Regions from separate parts of the Sus scrofa genome. Here region 2 is linked to region 1. A link is a contact called in public promoter capture Hi-C data. All regions are on one chromosome and are shown on one strand. Each heading gives the region's core, a stretch centred on a gene start, on an enhancer-like site or on the middle of the called end of the contact. The rest is flanking DNA. Distances are from core to core; before and after follow the strand shown.

Evidence for each region. Promoter capture Hi-C pulls out the DNA fragments that hold promoters and counts their contacts.
Region 2: a contact with region 1 is called in a promoter capture Hi-C map of fetal liver, with 2.4 times the contacts expected there. The contact joins the promoter of PHF19 here to the enhancer-like site in region 1. A contact is called at or near these places in 1 of 5 promoter capture datasets (fetal liver) and 1 of 47 Hi-C or Micro-C datasets (heart right ventricle).

Annotation. Positions count from the first base shown.
Region 1 is chr1:260,804,731-260,812,370 of Sscrofa11.1, reverse strand. No RefSeq gene overlaps it. Among named protein-coding and RNA genes, the nearest start is that of FBXW2, 32 kb to the left of the region's middle. Within about 2 kb of position 5,035, at least 4 of the 83 cell types and tissues checked have an H3K27ac peak or open chromatin away from gene starts, as enhancers often do. A contact at or near this core is called in fetal liver, where this site is marked.
Region 2 is chr1:260,914,981-260,922,620 of Sscrofa11.1, reverse strand. PHF19 (PHD finger protein 19) reads left to right here and starts at 2,845. Exons shown (of 15, transcript XM_021068142.1): 1 at 2,845-3,209; 2 at 5,585-5,784; 3 at 6,269-6,350. The coding sequence starts at 3,158.

The DNA of each region.
Region 1 (7,640 bases), core at 3,786-6,285:
ATACTTTTGAGCCCCATTTTCCCCATCTGTATAGGTAGCTGTTAGGCTAAGTGATTTCTAAGGTTCTGGTCCTGCATCTGCTAAGGTGTGCAAAAGTTGACATTGCAGTTTTTTCTGATTGCTAATTCATTGTTTCTTTGGGTTTGGAGATAATATATAAATGAAATCACGGATACAAAGTTATATAAGGAAATCAAATATATGAAAAGGAGTGGATAAGTGGGAATGTGGAAAATGTTAACGTATTCCAGTTTGAAGTAAATGTAGGTGATTGGTGGCGGAAATGCTGATGGGACTTGTGGCTCTCTGGAGAGGCACTGTGCTGTAATCAGGAAGAAAGAGCCCAACCCTGACTTTCCTCTCTCCCTTGTCTGTGACTTGATGTGTAGCCTCAGGCAGCTTAACCCTCTGTTGAAAATGAAGGAATTGCCCTAGATTAGGGTTTGCAAACTCACCCACCCAGGGGAACCATGCAGATAATGTAGCTGAGTGCAGGCAGCAAGCTAGGAAGTACTACACCAGTGCCAGTGTCTCTAACAGGCCAGTTATGCAGCCCTGACAAGCCCAATTGTCAGGTCTTCTGATTTTCAGGAGGACTTAGGAATCCAGGATTGTATTTGTAATTCCCTAATTTAAAAAATATTGACAGTAACTTGAAGAGAATTTAAGTTTTAGTGGGCTGAACAGAACATCTGTACAGGCTATTCTCCATCCTCTCGTTCCTGTAAAGTTAGAAAATAACTGTGATTCAGCAGTGGAAATGTCTTAACATGGTTTTCACTAACATTAGGGAGAGTGTAGATGGAGCAAGCAATCAGAAAGATTCACCTCTTCCCTGTTGTGTACAGAGGAGTTGGGGGAGGGGGCACTTCATTCACAGACTGACAGGATAGTAGTTTGAAGATGAACTTAAGAGCTGGAACCTGAGTGAGAGCTTCTGCCTGGGAATATGAGGTATTCATTCTTGTTAATTATGGTACAAAGCACTTACATTTTTCAGGTAGGAAAAGGGTTGCTGGCAGAGCTGAGAATGCCTGAAAGTACACTGGGGACATCTCTCTCCAAGAACCTCATCAGCCTAGAGCTTGACAATGGCCCTCTGAATGCTACGAAGTTAGGGTTTTAGAGAATTAATGGTTGGTTAAAGGATAGATTTAGTTAATACCCATGTTGAGACTCTAAGGGAATTAGGTGAAAGAACAAAATCTTTTTCCATCCTCCCAAATCTACTTCACATTGAGTTCTCTGCGTGAGCTCTGCTTGGTCCTCTAAGAAATGCAACCAGATTCGAAGCTGGGGTCCATTTGGCAGGAGCCTCAGGAGGCTTTGGACAGTGATGAGGGTAAATGACTTGTTCCTTTTCATCCAGCTGGAGCAAAAAACTGAGATTATTGATTAATGACCCTCCCCACTCCCACTTCACCCCCAGATATATCCAGTAGCTTCAGAGAGCAAGCGATTATAATTACAGTCAATTGTAGGAAAAAGTTTTTGAAAATGACAAACCTGAAGCCCGTGTAGCATATCCCATTTCACGTTTCGGTGGTGAATACTCAGGATAGCGTCAAGGTGGCGCAGCTGATTTTGAAGGCAGTGCTTGGAGTCCTAAATCTGATTCCTCCTCACAGAGGTCTTTATTTCACCTGAGCATTTTATTTAATTGCTTTATGGATGCTAGATTTCTTCATAGTATTGCCAGCTGTTATAAATATGGTAAACTAGGGAGTTTCCATCGTGACTCAGAGAAAACGAATCTGACTAATATCCATGAGGATGCAGGTTCGATCCTTGGCCTCGCCTCGCTTAGTGGGTTAAGGATCTGGCGTTGCCATGAGCTGTGGTGTAGGCCTGCAGCTATAGCTCCAATTGGACCCCTAGCCTGGGAACTTCCATGTGTCATGTATGGCCCTAAAATGACCCCCCCCCCAAAAAAAATATATATATATATATATATAGGTAAACTAACTCATCCTTTAAAAAAAATAAAGCAAGATGGGGAGGCAGCAAGAGCAGGGGGTGGGGGGCCCTTCAGTCTCCTCTCATGGTGTTGGAGGCTGTCTGCCCTCACACTGACTTCTGCTTCCTTCTTTTGTGAACATTCTCATATCTGAAAAATTCTTCAGTCATGAGCAGATAAACTCCCTCCTTTATGAGCATTGGATGTCTTTTTTTTCTTTTTTTGTCTTTTTGCCTTTTCTAGGGCTGCTCCTACGGCATATGGAGGTTTCTTGAGTGAGCCTGCTGTGGTAGAAGGGGGCTGATCTCCTCTCGGGTTCAAATGGGGAAGCATCACATCTTCAGGCTCCAGTGGGAGGATGGGGTCCATCAGAGCTGAGTTGAGTGTGAGATTCTAGCAGATTCTGTTCCCATTCCAAAAGAAGGGAGATTCCTCCAGCCAGCCCCATCATTTGAAGTAATAAGTGTTGTCTAAACCAGTTCTATCTAATCTGACCTCTTAGACCTATCAGAGAAGTCGGAAGACTTCTTCCAGGAGAGGGTCTAGACTTCGAAGGAGTTCCACAGGAAGGGACAGCTTTTAAATGGAAGGTGGAGAATATTGCTATTAAATTTTAAGGTGTACACTTCATTTTTCATAGTTTAAAATGAATCTGTTCTGGCCATTGAAAATGTGTAGAAAATGTGAGTGAGGATTATATACTCATTCTAGTATCTGCTCTGAGGAGAATGATTACTGCTCTGCCTTTGTAAAACATTTTAGGGAGAAAAGAAATACTTAGGAAACAGTATTATGTTATTAGACATGAAGAAATTGTTTCTGTTAGGTGAAACGTTTTGACCAAACAGAAGCAGCTAAGGAGAGTGGAGCCTGGCTTCACATGTTGCTTTGGCCAACTCACCAGCTCCTTAAGCCCTGATTGTTGCCCTGGCTTCTTGGGAGCCTAGAGGTGAATCTTCCTACCATCACCTTCCAGCTCTCCATGCCTCCTTGTCTGGGCCCTTGTCGGGCCTTGTTGTCTGAGCCACTTGCCGTGCTCTGTGGGGAAGTGTGCAGTCAGATTGCTACCCTAGGATGCAGCCGGGGCCAGGGCACACTCACCTGTGCCTTTAGGGCCATAGAGTTGTCAGGATGGGGAAGAGGCCCCTGAGGACTGTCCCCTTGACACAGCCTTCCTACCTGGTTATGCTGGTGCTTGCCGAGATATTTAAGACAACCAAGACACTCTTGAGAATTCTACAGTCCCCAGATAGAGTGTCTGAAGGAGGGAACAGGTTAGCATCCTCGACAGAAATGCCTGCCAGCCATCATTTGGCAGTGTCCTGATCCAAGGCTCCCTGTGCCTATTCTAGGAAAGTGAATTTTTTTCAGGATAAACCCTCAAATGTATTACTAGATCGTCTTTGTACCATTCCCGTCAGCCTAGTAAGGCTGAATGATCATGCTCAAGGCAAAAAGGTCCTTTGCTGTCAAAGTTGTTTCAGTGTGTTTCCAGTCTTCTCCAGAATGGCTTAGTTGCTTAAAACTAGTACTTCAGTCTTGACCAGTGTGATAACAAAACCTCCTTTATTGCAGCTTAAATAATTCACAGCTACTTCCACTCTTCATGAACATGCTCAAATAAAAATGTGTTTTCTTGTATTTAAACCTGGAAAATTACGAATTCAGATGACAAAAGCTCATCATTGGTGTCTGTATACTCAAATGGTGAACAGCCATATTTCACTAATTTCGACTTAGTACACTCTTGATGAGAAGGCTCAGGTTGAAAAAGGCTGGACTCACCAATCCTACATCTACAGCGATGTGTAACTCACGTTTCACTCATTTGATGTATGTTGTGATCCGGGGGGGAATGACGTGACGTTTATGTTTGAACTGTCTCTGTGGGGTGGGTGGGCAGGGGAAAAGGGCTTGCTTACGCACATAGTGGAGTGATTGTGGAACAAGATGTCTCTCTAAGATGAGAGGTTATTTTCATGCATCAGAGAAGCATTCTTCTACCCGTGAGTGATTGTGCTAATATAAATCATTATACCTTTACTTTAAAGCAAGTTCCCTCAATTAGGCAACGTTTGGTTAGCCACGCCCAAGTTCTGTTTGTACTTGAAAGAAATAAAGCTGCATTTCCTTAAAAATTACATTCTGTAGTTAAGACTATTTTCTTGCTTTCTCCCCCCAGCCAATCCCGAGGGAACCTGTCAAAAGCAAGCGTGTTTTAGAAGGCGTTTTTAGAAATGGACCTGCCCCTCAAGTGATCTAAGCTGTCCCTGTTCTTTTACATCTTTCTTCATGTTCTAGAATGTAGCTCAACAATATAGTGATTTCTGAATGAGATCCAAGAAGGGGAACAAGGATTTTGGTGCTCTTCATGAATAGATGCAAGTGGGAAAAGTAGCATTAGGCAGGGTCAAGACCTTGGAGTCAGCTTCCTCTCTTTTGCCCTCTGTTCAGCACATCCCCAAGTTGGTCCATTCTTTCTTCTTAATTTACATTTATAAGACTCCTTGTCATTTGACATGGTCCTGTGCCTTTGATCCCAGGTAGCACCATCATAGAACAGACTGTCCTTCCTGTTTTACAGATGAGAACTGAGGCTTGGAAGAGCGGCTCATTGCTTAGAGGAGTAGTATGTGGTGAGGATGAGGTTGGGGCCAGGACATTTAGCCTCCACAGACCTGGGTTTTTTTTCTGTCTTGTTTCCTTTCCCATTCTCTGCCTACTTTGGTCCCTTCGATCCGGACCTGGACCTCTGTCCTCCCCCTTCACCACTCATGTGTGCCTTTTGAGCCATCATGGACTCTGCTTCCAGGGTGTCTCCTCAAGTTTTTTGAGCACATGGCTCCTCTGTTCAGCCACCTTAATGACTCCTTAGATTTATTATCAACAGAGGGAGTCTAGATTTATTAACGTAATTGAGTCCTAACTCATCTCTTCAAATAATACATGGTCTTTCTTTTCCTGCTTTTGTACCTTGGGTCCTCCCTGTTCTTTCTACCTGTCCTTGGGCCAGCTGTAGGACCCCACTGACCTCCCACTGTCTTTAAAGCCTCTGCTAACCACCATCCCCCACTCAGGCAGACTCAGTGTTTTGTTCCAGGATAGGTAGTTGTGCAATTCATTTGGCGATTCATCATGTAGTACCTTTTGCAGTTGGCAAACAATTAACTTTTACCCTTAATCTCTACATTTTTCAGAATTTAGTAGGTGAATCCATTGTATTTCCAGCAGCATTTTAGAATTGGGTTCTTAAACGATGCTCAATAAATTCTTGATATTTTAATAAGTTCCATGGATTATCTTAGGGGCTACATGTTATGGAGGAAAAATAACTTGAGAATATCAGAGCTTTAAGAAAAATGAAAGATCAATTACACACAGCTCTTCTCTTAGACTTCCCTGTTCTGCCGTATTCTGTAAACATTCTGAGTACACTTGCACAGAATGTTTGATGATCATTCTGATTAGACATGAGTTGTCCTTGCCAGTGGGGTGTTTCTGTCCTTTGCATTTTAACCGCATGTTCTGTTCTCTTTGTGGCAGAGATAATCTGACAATAACACAAACCTATGGAGAAAATTACCCAGACGCCTTTATTATAATGACTTTTAGTATTCTCTTCTACTCCTTATGCATGTGTATGTGTAGGTTTATGTGATTACAAATCATTGTTTTGTATTATGCTGTCAGCAATGTGCTCTAAATCTTGGCAATTACTGTAATACTTTGTAACATTTCTTTATTGCATATAATTTGCTAATCATTCTTGTTTTGGTGGATAATTAAGTAGTTTCCAGTTTTGCTTTTTGGATAATTCCACAGAGAACTTCTTTGCACATTATTTTCTTAGAACAAGTTCCCAGTAGATGACTTACTGGTGAAAACAGAAGAAATTTTTTCTTAGTTTTTTGTTGTTGTTATAGACACAGAAGAGAGCATAAAACACACAAAGGTTATTGAGTAGTTGTAGAGTGAATACCTGTCCAACCACTATCCAAGTCAAGAAAGAACAGTTCTGGCCCCCTAGAAACCTCCATTCCAGGAAGGAACACTTCATGGCCTTTGCTTCAGATTTATCATGTGGCTTTCCAAATAGGTTAAAGGGATTTATGTTGTCACCTTGCTGGATTGAGTCTGTGTTCAACACAACGTCATCAGTGTTCAGTAGTTATTTTAAATGTTGGTCCATTAAGTAGGTATAAAGAAGATATCCCAGGAGTTCCTGTTGTGGCTCAGCAGAAATGAATCCAACTAGTATCCATGACGATGCAGGTTCGGTCACCGGCCTCACTCAGTGGGCTGGGGATCCAGTGTTGCTGTGAGCTGTAGTGTAGGCCAGCAGCTGCACTGCGCTCTGATCTGACCCCTAGCCTGGGAAATTCCATGTGTCATGCGTGCGGCACTAAAAAAAAAAAAAAAAAAAAAAAATTCCCGAGGTTGCTATTATTGTTATTTAACATGAAGACATTTTTATGTGTGCTTATTTGTATTTCTTTTGAATTCTGTCTTCCTCTTTTACCCATTCTTTTTTAATTTTTATTTTTTAATATAGTTGATTTACAATGTTCTGTCAATTTCTGCTGTACAGCAAAGTGAACCAGTTACACGTTCTTTTTCTCACATTATCCTCCGTCGTGCTCCATCACACGTGACTGGATATAGTTCCCCGTGCTATACAGCAGGATCTCATTGCTTATCCACTCCGAATTTAGTAGTTTGCATCTCCTAACCTCAAACTCCCACTCCCTCCCCCTCCCCCTCAACCATGTATTCTTAGTACGTTTTCGAAAACTTGGGAAACATTGAGATGAATTACAAAGTTTCACTAATCTAGGAATCACTAATTTAGAAGTAGGAATTCCACCCAAGGCATGTATTGAAATTTTCTTTCCATAAAAAGGATTAATGTCAAGCAAGCCTATCAATAATCAGTTTACAACCCAGTAATTAATGTATGTCACAAATTGTGTATTACCTGTCAAAGTACAGCAGAGAGCTCAGCAACAGTACTGGATATATAGAACTGTCTTTTCCTGAGGAAGAGGTACCACAGGTGACTGATAATATTTAAAGGAAAATATGGGCAAATTTTTTTTCCAGGAGTTCCTGCTGTGGTTCAGTGGAAATAACCTGACGAGCATCCGTGAGGATGCAGGTTCGATCCCTGGCCTCGACCAGTGGGTTAAGGATCCAGCATTGCCTTGAGCTGTAGTGTAGGTCGCAGACATGGCTTGGATCCCGCATTGCTGTGGCTGTGGCATAGGCCAGCGGTTACAGCTCCAGTTTGACCCCTAGCCTGGGAACTTACATATGCCGCAGGTGCAGCCCTAAAAAAAGACAAAAAAACTTTTTTTTCCAAAATTAATATGTTGAAATTGAAATGAAGAACTCATTTTAAAGGCAACCAAGTACAGATTTCAAGAACACAGTCCAGTCATCCTAGTGTTTTATTTTTGCTCATTAATGCACAGTCAGGGATGGGGGTTGTCAGGTGTGCTTTTGTATTTCAGGCCTCTGCGAGTTCAGAGAGGAGATTGTCCATCTGTGAGAGTTTCACAGGAAAGCAAACATTCCCGAGTGTGTTGGTTCAGCAGATTTAGCCATGTAAGGAGACTCCTGAGCTGGTTGATCATTCAAGCTTTAAGGGCACAGAGCCTGAACTCTATTTGAGTGGTAATCAGAA
Region 2 (7,640 bases), core at 1,596-4,095, 110 kb before region 1:
GTCTTAACACTTTCACTTTCTGACTATATCCCTAAAAATTCTTCTGTAGTAGAGTTTAGAATTAATTTTATTATTTTTATTTTTTGGTTTTTAGGGCTGCACCTGCAGCATATGGAGGTTCCCAGGCTAGGGGTCAAATTGGAGCTACAGCTGCCGGCTTATGCCACAGCCACAGCAACACCAGATCTGATTGGCATCTGCGACTTACAACACAGCTCACAGCAATGCTGGATCCTTAACCTGCAGAGTGAGGCTAAGGATTGAATCCGCAACCTCATGGTTCCTAGTCGGATTCCTTTCCACTGCGCCCTGGTGGGAACTCCAAGTTTCAAATTTTAAAAAATACTTTGTATCAAAGTATTCTACCACTTGATTTTTTTTTTCTAGACTGTCTCTATATTGAAGCTTACAGCCTTGTTTATTTTCCAGTATATTATTCCATTGCATAAGGAGACCCCAATTTAATCTATCTGCCCTGCTGTTGATGGATCATTAGTTTCTAATTTTTCACAATTATATGCTGAGTGAGTGGAGTGGAGTCATTGAATTGTAGATAAGAGCATCTTCAACTTTATTAGATGTGGCCACACTGTTCTCCAGAGTAGCTGGACTGATGTCCATCTCCTGCCAGGGGGTATGAGGATTACCAGGGTGCCAGGTCCTCACCCACCCCCCATAGTGACTTCTTATTCCTTGCCAGTCTGGTGGATCTGACATGGTGTGTCATAGCTCTTTTCATTTGCATGTCCCATGACCACTGAAGCTGAACATCTTTTCATATTTTTGGCCACCTAGGTTTCCTCTTTTGTGAATTGCCTGTTGATATCCTTAACCCATTTTTTTTTTTTTTTAAATTGACGTTCTTTTCTCTGGTTTGTCCACACTGTCAACCTACTTCTGCCAGATCCGAAGCAAACTCAGATCATGGCCCTTCTCTGCTCTGGACTCCTTGCCGCTCTCTCTAGAACACACACAGCTTACAACTTGCTCAGTGGTCCTGGTTGGCCTGTGGGCTGAAAACCAAGCTCAGCCTGGGACACTCAGCTCCACCTTCTCCAGCCTTACCCTCCGCACACCTGAACTCCAGCCCAGGAGACGCCTCTCGCTCTGTCCCAGGCCTCCTGCACACACCGTACCCTCCGCAGGGAGCACCTACCCCGGATTTCCACATTCCATCTAAATGCCACCTTTTCTGTGATAGTTACCCTTGCTCCTCAATTCAGTTAGAGTTACCTGAAACTATACCTTTCCAGTGGCTTTTATTGTTTCTTGTAATGTTTTAACAACTCATTTTGCATAGCACTTTCTCATTTACGAAAGCACCTGCTCCTGCAATATGCTAGTCTGTCCTCATCTCTCCAATGGTCCTGTAAGATGGGGTAGTATCATCACCCTCTTTGGACAGACAGGCAACATTTCTACAGGGGGACTGGCTCACCCAGAATTTCCCTCTGGCTCTGAGGCAGAGCTGAACTTGAAGCCAGGACTCCTCCAATGCCACATCCAGTTCATTGCCCCACGCCCTTCATAGTGTGTTTTTGTTGATGCCTGACTCCCCCAGAGACTGGGGCCCCACAGCTCCCAGTTCTAATTCTACCCAGGGGGCCCGCAATGAATCTATCACTTCTTGACAAAGTGCAATAATCATTTACTGCACTGGCTGCTGGGGGCTTTGCATATGTTAACTCTAACCTTCCCAGTAAATCAATGTAGATGAGGAAATTGAGGTTAAGAGTTAAAGTGCTGTGCTCAGGGTCCCAGGGTTGGTTATCGGTGGAACTGGCCTCTGAGCCCAGAGATAAGTGCTTCCAAGTATAATATCTGCCCTGTGCATCCTAAGGGCAGACCCACACAGCAAGAGAGCTCACAGCCCAAAGCAGGGGGCCAGGGATGGACAACTTGACAGTCAACAGGGAAGGGGTGGAGTGCTGTCCACTGACCACACCCATGAGGTACACACTCCCCTGCCACACAGGTGCCTGGAGAGTGTGATGGGAGCAGGTGAGAGAAGGGCTGAGGGGCAAGGGAAGGGGTTGACAAGTATTCTTCACCCCAGGCCACCTCCAAAGAGAGAGTCTGGATGTGGACATTTCTGCCCATTCTCCCCAGGGCAAGGACCAGATCCGGCTGGAGCCAGGCCCCTTGCCTCAAAGCCCTATTCCTATGACTCCGCATGTCGTCCGTCACTGTATGCCATTTATTTCAACGTTGTGTTTGTGTGTGTGGTATGTATTTGCGATTGTATCTGTGTTGTTTTTGTGCATTGCGTTTGTGTGCACTTTGTGATTGGTGTACAGTTTCTTTGTGTGCCTGTGTTTATGACTGTGTTGCGGCTCTATGCCTGTTTGCCCTACGTGTATGCCCTGTTTTGTGTCCATGCTGTGCACACGGTGCGTCTCTCCTGTGTATTTGTGTCTTTACTCTGTCTCTTTATTGTGTGTTGCGTCGTGTATCTCATGTGCTGTGAACCTGTGTTTGAACTGTGTGCGCGTGGATCTGTTTCTGTGTTGCGCGTGTGCAGACTGTCCACGCTGCAAGTGCGTGGATGTCGTGTGCTCCTGTTGTGCGAATCCCGTTTGGGTTGTTCTATGTCTATGTCTACGCAGCGAGCGTGTGTCTGCACCTCCCTGCTGTGTGTCTGTGCCAGCTGACGCCTGTGGCCTGCGCGCAGAGTTGTGTCTCCTCTGCAAGTGCGTGCCTCCGCGTGTGCCCGGGTCTTGTCTGCGCCTCCGCGGGGCGGCCGGGACAGGGCGCGGGCTCCGCGTTTCTGCGCCGGGCGCGCGGTGGCGGCGGAGGATGCGCGCCCGCGGGGGCGGGGGCGGGGGCCTGGGCGCGGCGCGGGGGCGGCCCGGGGGCGGGAGCCGGAGAGCGGGCGGCGCTGCGGGGCCCCGCGGCCGCGGGCTCCAATGGCGAGGCCGGCGCGGCCCCCGTTAATTACATAAGCGGGACGTCAATAATTCGCGGGAAAACGCGAAAAAGATGGCGCCCCGCGCCCGGGGGCCCCCTTCCTGAGCGCCCCGGCCCCTCCCTCCTCCTCCGCCCCCCCTCCCCGCGGCGCCCCCGCCCCGCCCCGCCCCCGCCGAGACCCCGACCCCGGCCCCACGGGCGGACACTCGGCCGGGCAGCCGCGGGCCGAGCGCAGCCGCCTCCGCCACCGATGCGCCTGGTGGCCAGACTCCAAGTGGGACCGGCGGATACACAGCCTCGCGGTAAGTTCAGCGCTGCAGGCGGCCGGCTCGGGGGACTCCCTGCCACACTCTCTTCTCCCTGCAGTCATTCCTCTTTTGGAAATCTCCCTGAACTTGGCGGATCTTACGACTCCGGGGGTGGGGGTGTTGGAGTTCTGGGGAGCTGCACGCTTGGGGCGGAGGGGGTGAACAGTGTGCGCGGGGAGGCTGGAGCCCCTCACCGGTCCCCGAGCTTTTTGAGGGTGTGTGTGACAGATCGCTATTCCCGAGCCCCAAATCTTTACTTTTTCTTTTGGGGCGGGGTGTTTGGAGACCGATGGGAGCGTTTGGGATTTTGCTCACGTCCGAAGTCAGGCTGCGGCAGGATTGGGATGGGGGAGGCTTGGCGTCGGAGCGACTGAAGAGAAGAGCGCTTGAACCCGAAGGGGGTACTTCTGCAAGTTTTTTTTTTTTTTTTTCTCCTCCCGAGCACTCTTTTTAAAAAGCCAACGGCCGCCCTGGGAGAGGCCCCGGCGCATGAATCATCCTCGCTTCCTGCCCCCGCCCGGCCCCGCTCCGGGTGCCGCGGATTTGAACTGGACGCCGACGAGAACCCGCAAACAGGCATTTCTTTGCAGATGGGTTTGAATCAGCCAATCACAGCCCTCGGGGGCCCGCTCCGGGAGGATGGAGGCGCGGGTGGGGGGCCGCCACCCGAGGGCCCCGGCCCGGCCAAGGCGGGGGCGCGGCGACCGGGCCTGCTCCCAACGGCGCGGCGGGGGAGGAAGTGTCAGTTTGTGAACCTGCCGCGGCCCGGGCCCCAGGCCTAGCGGGCAGGGACCTTGCAGCGCCCGGGAGCCAGGTGGCAGGGAGAAGGCAGAGATTTGGACTGCACACCCTGCCCAGTGCCTGTACGCTCTGCCCCGAAGAAGAGAGAGGAACGAGGGGGGTGGAGGGAGAAGGGGACGTGGCCGCGCCACCATCTGGAGAGAGAAGACCCCGGCAATGCCCAGCTCGCCCCAGGGCTCTTAACATGCACACACAAGTATTCTGTGTCGTACCCTTACTGACACAAGGCTGTAGGCATAAAACACAAACTCACAGGAATACACCCACACCCACACGAACACACTGTAGTCTCCCTGTCTGCAGGTAATTGGAACACCAGGTGTCCAGCACCTTGGCAGGGAAGGAGGGGACCAGAGCAGCGGGTGCAGGGAACAGAGGGAGGCTGTGTTTGGCTTAGTGGAGAGTGTGTGGAGGGGCCTGGAGCCAGGTGAGCCCAGACTGGGGAGGAAGGAGCCTTGGGGAGGGCTCTGAATGCCATTGAAGGCACTGGGAACCGCAGAAGGTTTCTGGAGGGGAGAATAAGAAGGTGGGGACTGAGGAACCTGTGGAAGAGACTGGGGGGAGGCAGGAAAGCGGAGAGTGGCTTGTTAGCACTGGGTGCTGGTGGCGCTTTCCCCATCCCAGGTGCCTGGCATAGGAGAGTGAGCACAAGGCTTAGGAAGCTGTTCTTGAATGAATGATTGGCCCAGACAAGATGAAGCCTAAACTCAGATCAGGACAGGAGGATGGAAAAGAGGGGCCAGAAGTCACTGTGCTTAAAGGTAGTCAGCTGTGGCCGCTCATTGGTTGGCGAAGTCTAAGATGCTTGGGGGTTTTGGGACTATATTGGTACCATTAGCAGGAAGAGAGAAAGCAATGGGCAGCAGCCCATTTTGTAGGATGGTGAGAGACAGATGCCCAGAGGTTGGCATGGCGATGACTTCGCTGCTTGGAGCCAGTTTGCCTCTGACTAAAAACATAAGTGAGTTTAAATGTCCCAGAATTGGTTTCCATTAAATCATCCCATAATTGAGAACAGAAAAGGAGATTACAGAAGACACAGATGGCCAAGTCTATACCAGTTCACAAGCCACCCAGGCGTTTTCCTTTCTAGGTGGGTTTTCTCTGGCCAGCTCTCAGGGTAGGGGTCAGGGGGCCGAAAACTTCCCGCTGCTCCCCTGGAGAAGGCCCTCCACTCAGAGAACATGAAGTGTGTTTGCTTAAGGGATAAAGCCTCTGACTCTGAAGCCAGGGAGTGTGGTTCAGGGCCCCCTGGGCAGGGAGGTTTTGCTCTGTGGTTGGTTGGAAGGTTCGTTCTCTAGGTGGGAAGAAAGCAAGACTTAGGATCGGTTCATCTGATTATGGACCGTGGCTCTGCCTCTGATCGTCTAGCCACTGCCCTTTGCCAAACCTCAGTTTCCTGACCTGTAAAATGGGAACAGTAATGTCTCCTTCACAGGGTGGTCACGCGGATCCAGTGAAATGATAAAAAGCATCTGGCACAGAGCACAGGTTACATAAATGTTTCTTTCCTTCCCTCCCTTTCCCTTGAAGCAAGGAGTCAAAACTCTCTTCTGTCTCTCTTGTAGTGTCAGTGGAAGCTGATGGAGAATCGAGGTGTGGACCCAGGGACTCGGGACTCCTATGGTGCCACCAGCCACCTTCCCAACAAAGGGGCCTTGGCCAAAGCCAAGAACAACTTCAAAGACCTGATGTCCAAGCTGACAGAGGGCCAGTATGTGCTGTGCCGGTGGACGGATGGACTGTATTATCTCGGAAGATCAAGAGGGTAAACCTTTCCTCCCCGGCCCCAGTTTCCAGGCTCAGCATCTCTCTGGTCTTGGCCTCAGACCAGTGGTGGAAGATGGGAGACTGCTGGGAAATTCTCACCTTGTCCCTCTTGCTCCAAAGCTGAGAGTGGAGGGAGGGGGAGCCTGCAAAAGCAGGTGCCATCCTTAGAGCCAGCATCTTTAGAAAAGTGCTCCAGGTGCCTACAAAACAAAACCAGGTTGGAGAGGATCACAGAGAACACCTGGCCTGTTCTGTCCTAAGCATTCCCACCGAGCTGCCGTCCCCCGGTCCCTGACTGCAGAGCTCCAGTGAGCCGTGGCCACTACCTCCAGAACTGCCACCCTCCTTCCCCTCCCAGCCTAGCTCTGCTTTCTGGACACCCCCCCTGGGGAGGGGGAAACAAAAGTGGGAGAGGAAGACCAGGTTCCAGTGGCTCTTTCCCAGCCACTGTCTCATGCTGCTCCTCCCTCTCTGTGCCCCAGGTCAGCAGTTCAAAGCAGAGCTGCCTTGTGACTTTTGAAGATAATTCCAAGTACTGGGTCCTGTGGAAGGACATACAGCATGGTGAGTATTCCCATGATTTCAGGCACCCCTGCCCCACCCCTGGTCCTCTCTCCTCTACCTCCATTTTTTCCCTCTCTCTTTCTGTCTGTAATTTCTGGCATCTGGCGGTGTCCTTGGAGTGCCAGGCCCACCCGAGGTTATATAGGCATATGGATTTCCAGTTGTACATTTACGTGGAAACACACTTCTGACATCTGTCACCCCCTTGAATACTCAGACCTCAGGAGGGAGGCAGGCAGATGGCTCAGGAGGTGTTGGGAGAGCTCGGATGGGTCCCAGGCCTGTGTTTGCTTCCATGCTGCCCGAAGCTCTGGATCACTCTGGCACTAGGAACAGAGGAGCCCCAGGCAATCAGAATTGTCACCTTTACATCTAAGCACATTGTCCTCCTTAACAATATCAACATGTTAAGAAAACTAGGGAGGTAGCTCTATCCATGGGGAAAAGACAAAAAAAAAAAAAAAAAAAAAGCAGATATGCACCAGGCAGGGTGATGGTAGACATGCCCAGGTGGAGCTGGGACAGTTTTCAGAGTTGAAGGGGAGCTGAGTTGGATACCACCCCTTGGAGAGTTGACACTGTCTTACAGAGATGGGAGTTTGGTGGCATTCTTACCACCATTCTCCCTTCCCATGTCCATGCCAGACATCACTAATCAATCACAATACTCATATATTTTGAACATGGAGCTCCAAGAAACTGCTACCAATCAGAGTCACCACGAGAGAAAAGACCTTTTTGCCAGTTATGCTCTAACAGGAGAACAGACATGGTGGTATGTGGGGGGAAAGGCAGATTTTAGGGTCAGATGGTTCCTGGACCAAGATAGTCTAGCTCTGCCGCATACTAGCTGCCTGTCTTGGAGCAAGTGAGCTAACCTCACTGAGCCTGTGTTTTCATCTGAAAAAAAGGAGATTGTGAAAGTAGGGTCCTCACAGGGTGGTTAAGTGAGATAATCCTTGTAAAATGCTAAGCCCAGTGCTGTTGAGGGAGCAGCAGTTTCTGAAGAATTTGTTACCGTAATAGGTGATTTTAAGAGCCTGCCAAGCAGAGGCCAGTTAGTAGAGCTTGCAAATTGCCTTTTTCTCCAAGACGTTGTGGCTAATGCAGACTGCTTCTCCAAGCCCCTCTCCCTCAAAATGCATCTTTAAAGATCCAAAGCAGGGAGTGCCCGTTGTGGCGCAGTGGTTAACGAATCCGACTAGGAACCATGTGGTTTTGGGTTCAATCCCTGGCCTTGCTCAGTGGGTTAAGGATCCGGTGTTGCCATGAGCTGTGGTGTAGGTCGCA